Regions from separate parts of the Sus scrofa genome. Here region 2 is linked to region 1. The links are chromatin contacts, called in public Hi-C maps. All regions are on one chromosome and are shown on one strand. Each heading gives the region's core, a stretch centred on a gene start, on an enhancer-like site or on the middle of the called end of the contact. The rest is flanking DNA. Distances are from core to core; before and after follow the strand shown.

Region 1 (6,299 bases), core at 13-2,512:
AAAACACCGGTAAACTGTGGATTACTTAGTAAGGTGATGAAAAACACCAAGAAAAAGATGAACTGTTCAGAAGTGATCTATTATCAACCCTAGCTCTACTTCTTCCACTACCTCCTCTATAAAACCACAGATGATAGTAGATCCCATCTCCCTGGGGTTTGTGGGACTTAATACACGTAAATTGCTTGGACCCGTGCCTGACACATGGTGGGGCATTAACATAGATTCTCATTAATATCGTTAGAAAGTTCATGATAAGAAATGTCACTGCCATTAAGACAACTCAAGGAAAGCGCCAAGCTAAACTGCTAACGAAGAAATTGTAACACGGGAATGGCAGAATGACATAATCACAGATGGAAAAGGTGAAATGACAAGTCAGGGATTGACTTAAAACACTCTAGCCCCACTTTCACAAAAACTCATTCTTTTTCATTTACGCTGCATTGCATTACATGTACACAGTAAAGAAAACAATGCAGAAAAGGATAGAATGAAGAGGAAAGGTCCCTCCTATCCCAGACTTGTCTCTGTTTCCAGGCAATTCTAGGCAGATTCTTGTATATTTGTATGGAGATATTTATGTACAGGCATATTTTAAAATGCATGGGTTTGTGCGTGTGTATTACCGGGGAATAAATAATATCAATTTCTTGATAATCTTACAAAATACGGTCTCTCTGTTTACAAGAAATACTTGGACATGGCTTTGAAATACAGAAAAAGAGTTTCGCAGCAATACAGAACGAGACCACCAGTGATTATTTTCTTTTCCAGCCCCTTTGTGCACTGGCTTGACGCTGGATCCCATTTTCGCTTGGTGAAGGCTTTCTTAGCCAGACGTCAATCTTGCATTCCTGACTCAGGCAGGCGCTAGCTGAGCTCCCAGCAAGGAAGGCCCTTAATTAAAGGAACTCTGCCTGCCCAGACTACATTTTCCACTCACAGTTATTATTTTTATTAAGGAGTAGAGGATATTTTCTTGCCTTTTAAAACCCATCCGGAAACATAATGAATCACTTTAATAATACCGCCTAATAAAGAAGATGATGTTACCTAGATAAATAATGTAGAAAACTTACGAACACAATGGTTAGGAAATAATAAAGAGATTTACCAGGATTGGCAAGGCTAGGCAAGGTTGCAAATCAGAGGGGGAAAATAATGCTCAGTAAGTGCCCTCTGAGTCATCAGTAGGTTACTTGTTATGCTCCCAGTCTTTTTGAACTGCGGCACCCCCCTCACTTTTTGTCTTCACTTTGTGGCTTTAACACAGCCACCCCCCTCTCCTCCACCTCACACTACCTCGCACCTCCCCTCTCTGTTTATGCCTCCTCCCAACCTGCCGGGTCTGTCAGCAGTTAAGGGCTGGAAGGGTCCTTGCACCTTCTCACACACAAGAACTTAATGTCATTGATTGAACTCTATGAAATTGTCAAAGAGATAGCAGAGAAAAGCCCTCCCGCATCTCAGTTTGTTTCGCTATAAACTATGTACAAGTTTCTCTTTCCACTCTCAAGAGGCTATGATTTTATGGAGGCTAGGGCTCTATTGCTATTTTTCCAACAAAACTTAATACAAGGACAACAGTATACTTTAGCTCAAAATTAAAACAGACACTTATTCTAAAAATTAGTAAAGGCAGATCTATATAATAAACTAGGTGAGCCTGAAAAAAACATCTTAAATGGTACATTTGATTTGCACATCTGGTGATCTGAGGTTTTTCGTGGTTTGGGGTTTGCTTTGTTTTGTTTTGTTTTGTTTTTTGCTTTTCAGGGCCACACTTGCAGCATATGGAAGTTCCCAGGTGAGGGGTGGCATCGGAGCTGTAGCTCCAGCCACAGCCACAGCCACACCAGATCCTTAACCCTCTGAGCGAGGCCAAGGATCAAACCCACACCCTCATGGACACTAGTCGGGTTCAGTTAACCGCTGAGCCATGAAGGAAACTCCTAGAAATCCATATGTTGATGTGACGGCTTTTACCACTTGGTACTGATAATTTTTGACATAACTGAGCCCCCAAAACACATGTAACAAAAACATAACATGGACCCAACTCAGCCCACAAGTTGACAGCTACCTCTGCTTTTGATTTACAAGAAGCTTTTGTCTGCTTATAGAGATTTAGAACTAAAAAGGATTTTAGAAATCATTAGAAGCAAAAGTGTTATTTTATGGCAAAAAGGAAACTGGGGCCCAGAGAGAGGCTGTAACTTCAGTGCAGGTGAACCAGTTTTAACTGGGGTTGAATTACTATGCCATGCAAAGGATATTGATGCCTTCATGGACCTGTCCTCAAGCTGGTCACAGTCCAGTGGAAGAAAGAACCTGTGAACTCTTGGAAATCAGTTTTGTCAAGGCCCAAGCAATAAGAGAAGATTGTTCAAGGTATGGAAATAGAACAAAGAAGGAAGTCGTCAGCTCTCTGAGAGCCAGTTGATATCTGTCCTCCCAACCCAGATCCCTTGTTTCTCCAGTCTCAAGCTCTCCCTGCTAAACCCAACGGCCTCCCACAAACCAGGCCAGCCCCTTCCTCCAAGGAAAAGTAGCAATATGAAATGTGACCATGCCTGCAAAGACAGAGGAAAGCTGCCAGTACTTAGAATGCCATATACCAGAGTCAGTCACCCTGTAAGAGAAGAAACACTTGGGCTTTAATTTTTAACATATCCTGATGCAGCTAACACAGCCTTGGGAATGAGAAAACAGAGGTCTAGTCCTGGCTCAGCCATTAACTAGCTCAAGGACTAGGCAAATACCTAAACCGATGAGGTTAGACTGGAAGGCGACTTAAGGAGCTGCCAGTTTAGTCATTCTAAGACTTTTTATGACAGACTTCATTGAAATTCAAAGAGGACAGATATCATTGTGGGCAGGAAACATCAGGGAAAACTTTGCAGAGGAGTTATGGATTAGATTAGATCCCAAAGGATGAGAAGGATTAAGTAGCAGGGGGGAAGGGATGGAATTAGAAGCGGAGGTGGGGGTGGTGCTGGTGAAGGAAACAACTTGAGCAAAAATGTAGGGACAGGAATGCACCCTGAGATACCTAAAGTGTGGAAGGAGCTTACACCAGATGGCAGAGATCTTATCTCCAAAGTAGGAAGTGAGGTCCATCTGCATAAGGAATCCCAAGGGAGTTGTTAAGGACTTAAGAAGTGGGGCAAAGTTTTGGACCTTTTCTTGTGGAGGATGTGCTGAGGGTTCACAAAGGGATGTTACAGCAGAGCTAGGAAGCCTGCTATCAAAAAAAAAAAAAAAAAAAAAAAAATAGGGCAAATAAAGTTTGGGGTATGCTCTGGTGTTTCTGCTATAATTCTTAGGACTTATTACCTGAGGATAAACCCCGAAGCCAAGACTGCTTGTATACATGGTAAAATCTGATACACACTCCCAGAAATTGTAGGCTTTTTTTTTTTCTCCCCCACCCTCCCCAGAGCCGTAACCAGAACCACGGCAGTGACAACACCAGATCCTTAACCTGCTGAGCCACCAGGGAACTCCAATTAGTTTCATAGGAAGACAAAATCAGGCGGGGGGGCCGGGGCATTCATCGGTCTTCTGAGTTCTATACGGGACACTGTTAGGAACCTCACTCTGGGATCCTTGACCTCATTAGATTACATGTGTAAGTGAGCGCCCCACTCAAATGTGGGAAAAGAATGAAACAAGACAGACACTTGCTCTCTGGGTTATTAACTTTTGGGCAATAGGTGCCTCTAGTTCATTCTAGGCCTGGCCTTCGAAGGTGCTCACAGCTGCTCCTTCCCTCTTTTTTTTCTTTTTTTTTGGTCTTTTTGCCTTTTCTAGGGCCAATCCCTCGGCATGTGGAGGTTCCCAGGCTAGGAGTCAAATTGGAGCTGTAGCTACCAGCCTACGCCAGAGCCACAGCAACGCGGGATCCAAGCCATGTCTGCGACTTACACCACAGCTCACAGCAACGCCGGATCCTTAACCCACTGAGCAAGGCCAGGGATAGAACACACAACCTCATGGTTCCTAGTTGAATTCGTTAACCACTGAGCCACGACGGGAACGCCATCCTTCCCTCGTTTCTAAGCAACACTCCTGGCTGGGTCTCTCTTTCCCACCACTGCCTTCATTTCATAGCAATGCTGTACTCAATAACCTCCCAACGAGCTTGGTGCCTCACCTTCCTCTGTCCTCGGTTCCAGGATTTTTTCCCTAGCCCTGGGACCTTTCCTTCATAGTGTACCTCACTGCCTCTCAAGGCCTCACCTGGGGGTTTCTCCTGGGCCCAGAGCACAGGTCTCGTTCCATCTGCTGAGATTGGAAAGACTGTGCTGGCTGGTGGCAGAAAGAGCTTTGGAAAAATCGCCTCGCCCACAGACGCATATAATAGATACAAATTGTTATATTAGCAGTAAACAGTAATTAGATAGCAAACAATAAGTAGTATTAGATAGCAAAGAATGAATCTGGTTAACAGGCTGTGTGCCGAGATTCCTGTCTGCAGTTATGACTCACCCAGACCTGAGTACATAAAAGTCTGAAGGGTGATTTTTCTGGAAAAAAAAAAAAAAGAGGAGGATATTTCTTACTTAGTGAGTTTCTGTCTGAAGGGCTATCCCTTCCCCTTTGTCTTCTGTGATGTGCTCCATCACGGATTCTGTGGAATGGGACCGGGGGCTCTGGGGGCTTTCTATAAACACAGACTCCTCCTATTAATTACTCTTCAGTTAACTGAGGCTTATCCCTTCAGTATCTACTTCCTTCAAGAGAAAGTGAATGCCCTTACAGATAAAATAAAACCTCATAGTATCCATGCTCTACTGCATGGAAGAAAACAGGCTTATTTACTATGGATCTGTTTAAATGGTTCTCTTTCATGAACACCAGGGAATCAAAAAAGTTTGAGGTGGGAGGCATCTTCCTTGAGTTGCCAAGTAAAAAATTATGGACGTAAGAAAAACGTGTTAGAAGGTGACTAGAGTTGACTAATGGTGGAACGAACACCTCTGATGTTCTATGATAAATCTTATTGTCAAAAATGTGCATCCTTATTATCCAGCACCATCCCGAACATGATGGTGTGGTCCTAGAAAATACTGCTGTCATTGTTTTCAATCCAGCGACTCCATTCAATAGCAGAGCATGCGGCTCACAAAGCACAGCAGGGTTGGGAAGAGCTGACTTTGGGAAGTTTTAGAGTAAACAGCTGATGCTTTTCCATCCATTTTTTTTTTTTTTTTAATGTAACGGGTTCTCCCAAATTTCAAAGTTCATTTAGGTCCATAAGCAAATGTTAGCCATTAATATTTATGGATCTTGTTTACTACCTAAGTGCAAAGTCAATCAAGGCATTTTCCCACCAGAAATTTGAAATCCTCACATATCCCTCACCAATGATATCACTTTATAGATGATGATAACTGATGAAATGTGCAGGGGTCATTAAAAAAAAAAATTCAACTAAATGGACTCAGATGCATGATTAATGCAATGCCTTTTTTTACACCTCTACTTTTAACTGTTATTTACTAAGTTGATTATCTGCAATTCTTGTTTCCAATACTTCCAAGCATTTAAAAAGCATGAGTGTTTTAAAATGTTCGCCAACCAAGTGGTTTTCCATTGCCTTGCTTCAGGAGACCATAAAGCATGTAGGTGAGTGTCTTTTATGTATCCATTCTTATTACACATTCAAGACAAAATCACAAATCACGTTGTATAAACCCCTCAACAACAGCGGGAGTTACAGGAAAGGAAATGAGGTCAAACAGGGATGTCTTCTGTGTATAAAATTAACACATCTTATAGGTTAACCGGAAGACAAAGATATAGCCAACTACAAAACAGCGGATTTAAGCAAGAAGAATTTATGCATGTGAACTAGCCCTCTCCAGAAATTAAGGCCACTGGGTCACTCACTTTCCTAAAAGAAGGATGTGCTTCAGGTTTGTTATGAAGATGTTCTCTCTCTTTCCATAGAAGGTTCAGTTGTAACAAGCCTGCATTAGACTTACCATACTCGCAGACATAGAATTCATTTCTGACATGTGCTGCCACATTTACTCTATAAAATACTACAATGATCACTTTAATTTGCTGCCTAACGATTATTACACGGGAAACATGTTTGTGCAGAAAGGCAATTTCGGTGGCTTAGCTCCTGATTAAAAACTGGTCTTTAGGAGTTCCCGTCCTGACTCAGTGGTTAACGAATCCGACTAGGAACCATGAGGTTGCGGGTTCGGTCCCTGCTCAGTGGCTTAAGGATCTGGCATTGCCGTGAGCTGTGGTGTAGGTCGAAGCTCTGATTCGACCCCTAG
Region 2 (6,431 bases), core at 1,415-3,914, 120 kb after region 1:
ATTTGTTGGTTAAAATCTAAAAGGATCTAATAAACTGTAAAGTGTCAAGCATTTCAAGTTATTTTGTAAAGAGGCAGCATTATGGGATTATAAAGAAGATACAAATGTAGCTCTGATTGTCACTACAGCAGGATCTAACTTTCCCTTCTGAAAAACTACAAATTATAAAGGGCAGGTTAGCAGCTCTCTAATTCTTTTCATTGTCAAAGCCATCATCTAAGAAAATAGTGGACAGAACTGCATAAGCACAAAAATCACAATTCTCCCAGAAATTAGATTTTTCTGATCATTCTCACATCTCAGCATAAATAGTCTCCTTTCCTTTTCCTAAGGATTTTTTGGTGGCTTGAAGAATTAAGTTCAGAAAATCTTGCCTGCTATGAATAACACTTATCTGTAATTTTCGATCTTAAACATATATTCTGTAGATTACCAAATATACCTTCATTTTAGAGGAAGACATGCATCAAATAGAAAATAACAAGCTATAGGACAAGTTAGCTTCCCTACACAATAGCTGCGGAAGATCAGGAAGTACACGGAAGCACTTCTGCTATAATTTTTATCTTCAGTTTACTTTCTCAATGTCTTATGAATGGTAACAAATGTGTCTACTGTCACCCATACATTTCAAATCAAACTTTTATTTTTCCTACCCATGTCTGTTCTCACCATCCTCACTTTATTTAAGGATGACATATTCTACTTAGCCAATCAAGCTATTTACTAGCTGTATGGATCTTGAGCAAATTACCTCATCTTTCTGAGGTCTATAAAATGTTTATTAAAATTAGACCTACCTAATAGCTTGTTGTAAGAATTCATCAAAATAATGTAAATAAAACACTAAACATGGCTGCTATATAGTGCACACTCAGTAATTTGGAACCATTATTATCATTTTATCATTTGCCAATCTGTCATTAAGTCCTACCAATTCAACCTGCGAAAGGCCTTTTAGCTCCATCTAACGTTTTCCACAACTACTGTCCCCATAATAGAAACAGTTTATAAATTGTTCTAGAAGTCATCCATTCTTCACAGAAGCTGTGTAACATGTCTAAAACAGATCTAATTTTGTGATCCTGATGTTAAAACTTTCAACATTAGAAATTCCTTAGCATCTTCTTATAACTGAATATATACATATATATATTTAAAAAAAACTGTTAAATAAACCAAGGGACTTCATGGGCTTTAGCAAAGAATAAAAGTTACTGTGTAACAATGCCGTTACTTTACATACAGGGTTTTAATCCTCACAACCCCTTTGGGTTGTTTCTTTTAACTCCTTTATATGAAGGTTCAAAGGTTAAGTAACTTGGCTAAAGCTAGGTAAGTAAGCAAGCTCAGGTATGCTTGACTTCCACACTGCCTACCTTTTAGTAGAAACTCTTGCAACCTGTCACCATGCAGTCAATGCTCTGACTCAGGAACTCTTAATCTGCAGTCTATGGAATTTGAGGTGGGTTTTAAGATTTCTTGTGAATCCCAGGAAAATTTTAAAAGATAAATTTTAATGAAAAGGTAAAATTATGACTCTTGTACAAATTAAGTGACAATGAAAGACAGAGATAACCTGGAAGAGTAAGCTAGACAAGACATCTAGTTTTATTTTTTTCTTGGCCACTTCAATGTCTTTCACACCTTTTCTTTCAAAAAAATTATAGCAAAATGGTTTAATATATACATGCATTTTCCTGGGAGGCTCAATGATAGATTTTTTTTTTTTTTCCCACTGTACAGCAAGGGGATCAAGTTATCCTTACATGTATACATTACATTTTTTTCCCCCATCAACGACAGATTTTTTTAACAAGTAAATGGATGCCATAAAGGTTAAGAAACACTAGTCACAGTTGACTATTTAGCGATACCCACACACTTTGTCTCCATGCCTTTGCTTTAAATGAGTCTTCTCATCTTCCTTGCTTTATAAACTCCTATTCAATTTTTAAAGCTCAGGTTAAATGGCATTTTACTCTCTGCAGCTTTCCACTACCACGTGTTCCCTAATTAATGGCCTCATCTATTTTCCCTTACGTATTTATTAGTGCACTCATACACTATTTAGTTCTTACTTGTTGGCTCTTTTCCCTAATTGGACTTTTAGTTCTTCGAATGACAAGGCGCAAAGTTCTAAACGAGAAAATGACTTAATTTTAAATTACAAACTCTCACATTCGTTAGCCTCCTGCCACCAAAAGGCAAACCTGCGAAGCAAAGCTATTTACCCTCTCGTCCTTCCGCGTGGAAGCAGAAAATGCGGGGCTGCCCTAAACCTGCCAACATCGGACAACAAGCGCCCCCAACCACTGAGGATTGGAACTACAAAGACTGCCAGAGGACTTTTGCGCGTGCGCAGAGAGAACTAGGACAGGCGAAGTGATGGACTCGTGGGAGGGGGCAGGGCGAGAAGGACGACAGATGATAGAATGGACTGCATGAAAAAGCACTGAGGACTTTAGATCTCACCTAGCCAGGGCAACCCCATAGTCCACTTAGAACTTACTCCGTCCAATTCCCAAAATAGAGTAGGGCCAGAGACTGCGTCCTTCAATCCTTCCCGTCTCCCGATCCTTAGAGTCGTGGTTGTTTCCGCGTCATAGGATGAGCGACACCGTCCTTCGCTACGCCTCGGAAAAGACAGGCCCAGAGGCTGTGCGTCCGTCGTAGACGTCACAGGCGTGGGCTGGCTCGGCATGGGGGCGGGGCCTCGGAGATCGCGGCCGCCTCAGAGGCTCGCATCCAGCAAAGAATTTGATTGGCGGTTTGAAAACGGCAGTTCTGGTTGGGGCAGTGGTGGGCGGGCTAAATAGTGGGTCTTGATTTGGTGTGGTCGCGAGTTGATGACGTCAAGGGCTTTTCGCGGGAGAGATTCGAAAGTGGATTTTGTGCAATGGCCGGGTGAAATGAGCTGTTTCCCGGGGTTTCTGGGGAGTAAGAGGCGAGAGGCGGTGTCGCTGATTTTGGCGCGACTGGACGAAGAAGTTTGCTCCGCCAGAAGCGGACGATAAGGATACCGTGTGGAACAGGATTGGCTCACAGCTTGGTCGAACAACTTGCAATAATTGGTGCCCCGTCTTCCTCGCCTTCTCCAATCTCTGCTTTGCAGTTCCCGCATACATGTGAGAACCAAAGACGGTTTTGCTGTTTCTTTTTAGGACTGACGAAGGGTCAATTCTCCATTGTCATTTGGTTACACAGGATTATGGTAATTAGTGTTCTCAAATGAAATATGGGCTTTTACTTATCTGCACAGGGTGGTTTCTTAACAGGGTATATGATTCGTGACTCTTAAACTCTTACATCTGTGAACTATTTAGGGATTCGAAAGATCCGGCCTGTTCCAAAACAACAGGACCAAAAACATCTCGTCAAACTTAGCAAAAGAATAGTTCATTTTTTAGTGAAAACACTGAATATATATATATATATATATCAATGAAACAGCGTAACACCTTATGTATATGTATGAAGATACGCATTTTTGTACTTATGTAATTATCACAGAACATCTGGGGTCTCTATGCCAAAAACTTTTTGAACATGAAGTTTTCACCCATTATAGATATGTCAACATTTGAATTGTTTCACAGATGAGGAGAGATGAAGATTTTCAGCATTTTTATCTTTGCATCTCATATATATGATGCTGCTGGCTGAAAACATTTTTCCTATTGACTCACTTTTGACTGTGGCAAATACACCTCTTAAGTATTTTAAGATCAAGTTAGATTTTTTTTTAAGGTTTAATCCTATAATTTTTTTCTTTTTCCAGCACACCTGCAGCCTATGGAAGTTCCTGGACTAGGAGTTGAATGAATCGGAGTTGCAGCTGGAGCCTATCCAGAGCCAGGGCAACACCGGATCTGAGCCACATCTGCGACGTACTCTGCAGGTTGCAACCCACTGAGTGAGTCCAGGGATGGAATCCAGCATCCTCATTGAGACAAGGTCAGGTTCTTAATCTGCTGAGCCACAACGAAAACTGCTAATCCTATAATCTTAATTTTCCATTTATGAATCTTTGGACCTTCTCAGTTCCTTTTTTTTTTTGTTTTCTTTTCTTTTTAGGGCCTCATCCACGGCATATGGAGGTTCCCAGGCTAGGGGCTGAATCAGAGCTGTAGCAGCTGTCCTAAGCCACAGCCATAGCAACACAGGATCCAAGCCAAGTCTACAACCTACACCACTGCCCAGGGCAACACAGGATCCTTAACCCACTCAGCAAGGCCAGGGATAGAACTGAGACCTCAAGGATGCTAGTCAGATTTGTTAACCACTGAGCCACCACGGGAACTCCTTCTCAGTTCCTTTTAAATTTAAATCTCACGTATAATATTTCTAATTTAGGAAAACAATGGGGGAATTTATTTTGTAATTCCTAGACAGCCTAAAAGTAATCCTAAATTAGTAAATACTGGATTCCTAATCTGTAAATTGTGATGATAATAACTACTATTCAGGGTTATGAGACTGATAAATATTATATATAAAGTATCTAGTCCCATTCCTGCCTGACACAGTAGGTATTAGGTAAATAGTCATATGCAAATGTGAGCTCCAAAATTTAGACTACTTAGTTTTGAATTCTGAATCTGCCATTTATTTACTTTATGGTCTTAGGCAAGTTATTCATCTGTTATATATCTCAGTTTTCTTTTTGTAAAATCAATACTAAAATATCTATACCATAAGGTATGAACATTTTAAGCATTTTAACAGTATCTAGCATATAATTGCGCTGAATAAGTAATAACTATTATTATTAAAGAGATCTAATGTTAATAACTGCCGCATGCCAAATATTATGTTGACACCATGTAGTCTCATCTATGTGTATAGGATATCTAACTTATTCTGTGGCTAGAGATATGGTGCTGTATAAGCAGCAGTGAGTGAATATGTTTCTCTGGATCTCTCCATTATCTTCTTGACATTCATTAGGCATCTAGCAATCCTGTGGGCTGGAGGGGAGGGGTATAGGATATAGGAGTTTTGTTTTGTTTTATTTTTGGGTTTCTTTTTTTTTTGCTTTTTAGGGCCACACCTGTGGCATATGGAGGTTCCCAGGCCAGGGGTCTAATCGGAGCTACAGCTGCCAGCCCACACCACAGCAACACCAGATCCCAGCCGCATCTGCAACCTACACCACAGCTCATGACAACGCTGGATCCTTGACCCACTGAGCGAGGCCAGGAATCGAACTCGCAACCTCATCGTTCCTAGTCGGATTTGTTTCCACTGAGCCATGCCGGGAAATCTGGGAGTCACATTTCTGAAAGGCAGTGCCTCTGTAGGTCTAGGTCATGTCCTATGAACTATGTCATAGGGCAAGTTTTCATATCATTTGCCAACCCCTTACCCCATCCTTTCTCTATTTGGTGGCCAGAGGAATCTTTGTAAAACCCAAGTCACATGTGTAATCTTATTCTTAAAATCCTGCCTTGGAGTTCCTGTCGTGGCGCCGTGGTTAACGAATCCAACTGGGACCCATGAGTTTGTGGGTTCCATCCCTGGCCTCACTCAGTGGGTTAAGAATCCGGCGTTGCTGTGGCTCTGGGGTAGGCCGTCGGCTACAGCTCTGATTAGACCCCTCACCTGGGAACCTCCATGTGCCGCGGGTGCGGCCCTAGAAAAGACCAAAAAAAAATCCTGCCTTGGCTTCCTACTGTCCTTATAGAAAGTACATATTACTTAGCATAAAATGGAAGACCCTTTGCATCCTGTTACTGCTCACTTTTTCAGTCTTATATCTCACAACTCACTATCTGACACTTGAATTACTAGAACTCCTGGATTATGCCTTGCTGTAACTTCCACAGGCCTTTGTGCATGTTGATTTCTATTTGGAAATAATCGTCCCTGGCCTTTTTCCTTGGTTAATGGTTATTTTACAGTTTAGACATGTCCTTCAGGAAGCATTGTTTGATGCCCTGGACCAACTTAGGTGCCTATCCTGTGCTTAACCCTGCTTTATTTTATCGTAATTACTGTTATTACCCTGCTATACTGAAAATTATTTGAGACTAGGAATAGTATTTTGTTCATTTTAGTTTCTTGGCCTAGCACAATGTCTGGTACACAGTAAGTACTAAACATATGTAATTTATAATTAGTAGGTGGCCCATTTTTGTATGTTTTGTATGCATAAAGGATGAATTCAATCCAGAATGACAAATGGTAGCTTTATTGAATCCTCCTAGGTTTCAAACTTAAGAACCTATCTCTGTCACCTGCAGGACTTGTTAAATTACAGGCTATTGGGCCGCAACCCCAGATTTTATGATTTAACAAGTCGGGGGGCAGGGGGACTCAATAATTTGAATTTCTAATTAGTTTTCAGGTGGTGCCAATGCTGTTGGTCCAGGGATCTGAGGCAGTGGTTTATGAAAAAACATAATAATTTTCTTTGGCATCTCTGTTTG

Evidence for each region. A called contact is a pair of places that touch in the nucleus more often than the background predicts.
Region 2: a contact with region 1 is called in a Hi-C map of brain, with 7 times the contacts expected there. The contact joins the promoter of LARP7 here to the enhancer-like site in region 1. A contact is called at or near these places in 3 of 5 promoter capture datasets (fetal liver, fetal skeletal muscle and liver), 28 of 47 Hi-C or Micro-C datasets (alveolar macrophages, blood, brain and 14 more) and 2 of 2 datasets of contacts at active chromatin or transcription factors (alveolar macrophages and skeletal muscle).

The regions. Positions count from the first base shown.
Region 1 is chr8:109,968,944-109,975,242 of Sscrofa11.1, forward strand. No RefSeq gene overlaps it. Among named protein-coding and RNA genes, the nearest start is that of LARP7, 120 kb to the right of the region's middle. Within about 2 kb of position 1,263, at least 5 of the 83 cell types and tissues checked have an H3K27ac peak or open chromatin away from gene starts, as enhancers often do. A contact at or near this core is called in brain and epiblast stem cells, where this site is marked.
Region 2 is chr8:110,087,125-110,093,555 of Sscrofa11.1, forward strand. LARP7 (La ribonucleoprotein domain family member 7) reads right to left here and starts at 2,665. Exons shown (of 15, transcript NM_001243815.2): 1 at 2,513-2,665. It overlaps ZGRF1 (protein ZGRF1), which reads left to right and starts at 2,796. Exons shown (of 26, transcript XM_021101668.1): 1 at 2,796-3,128.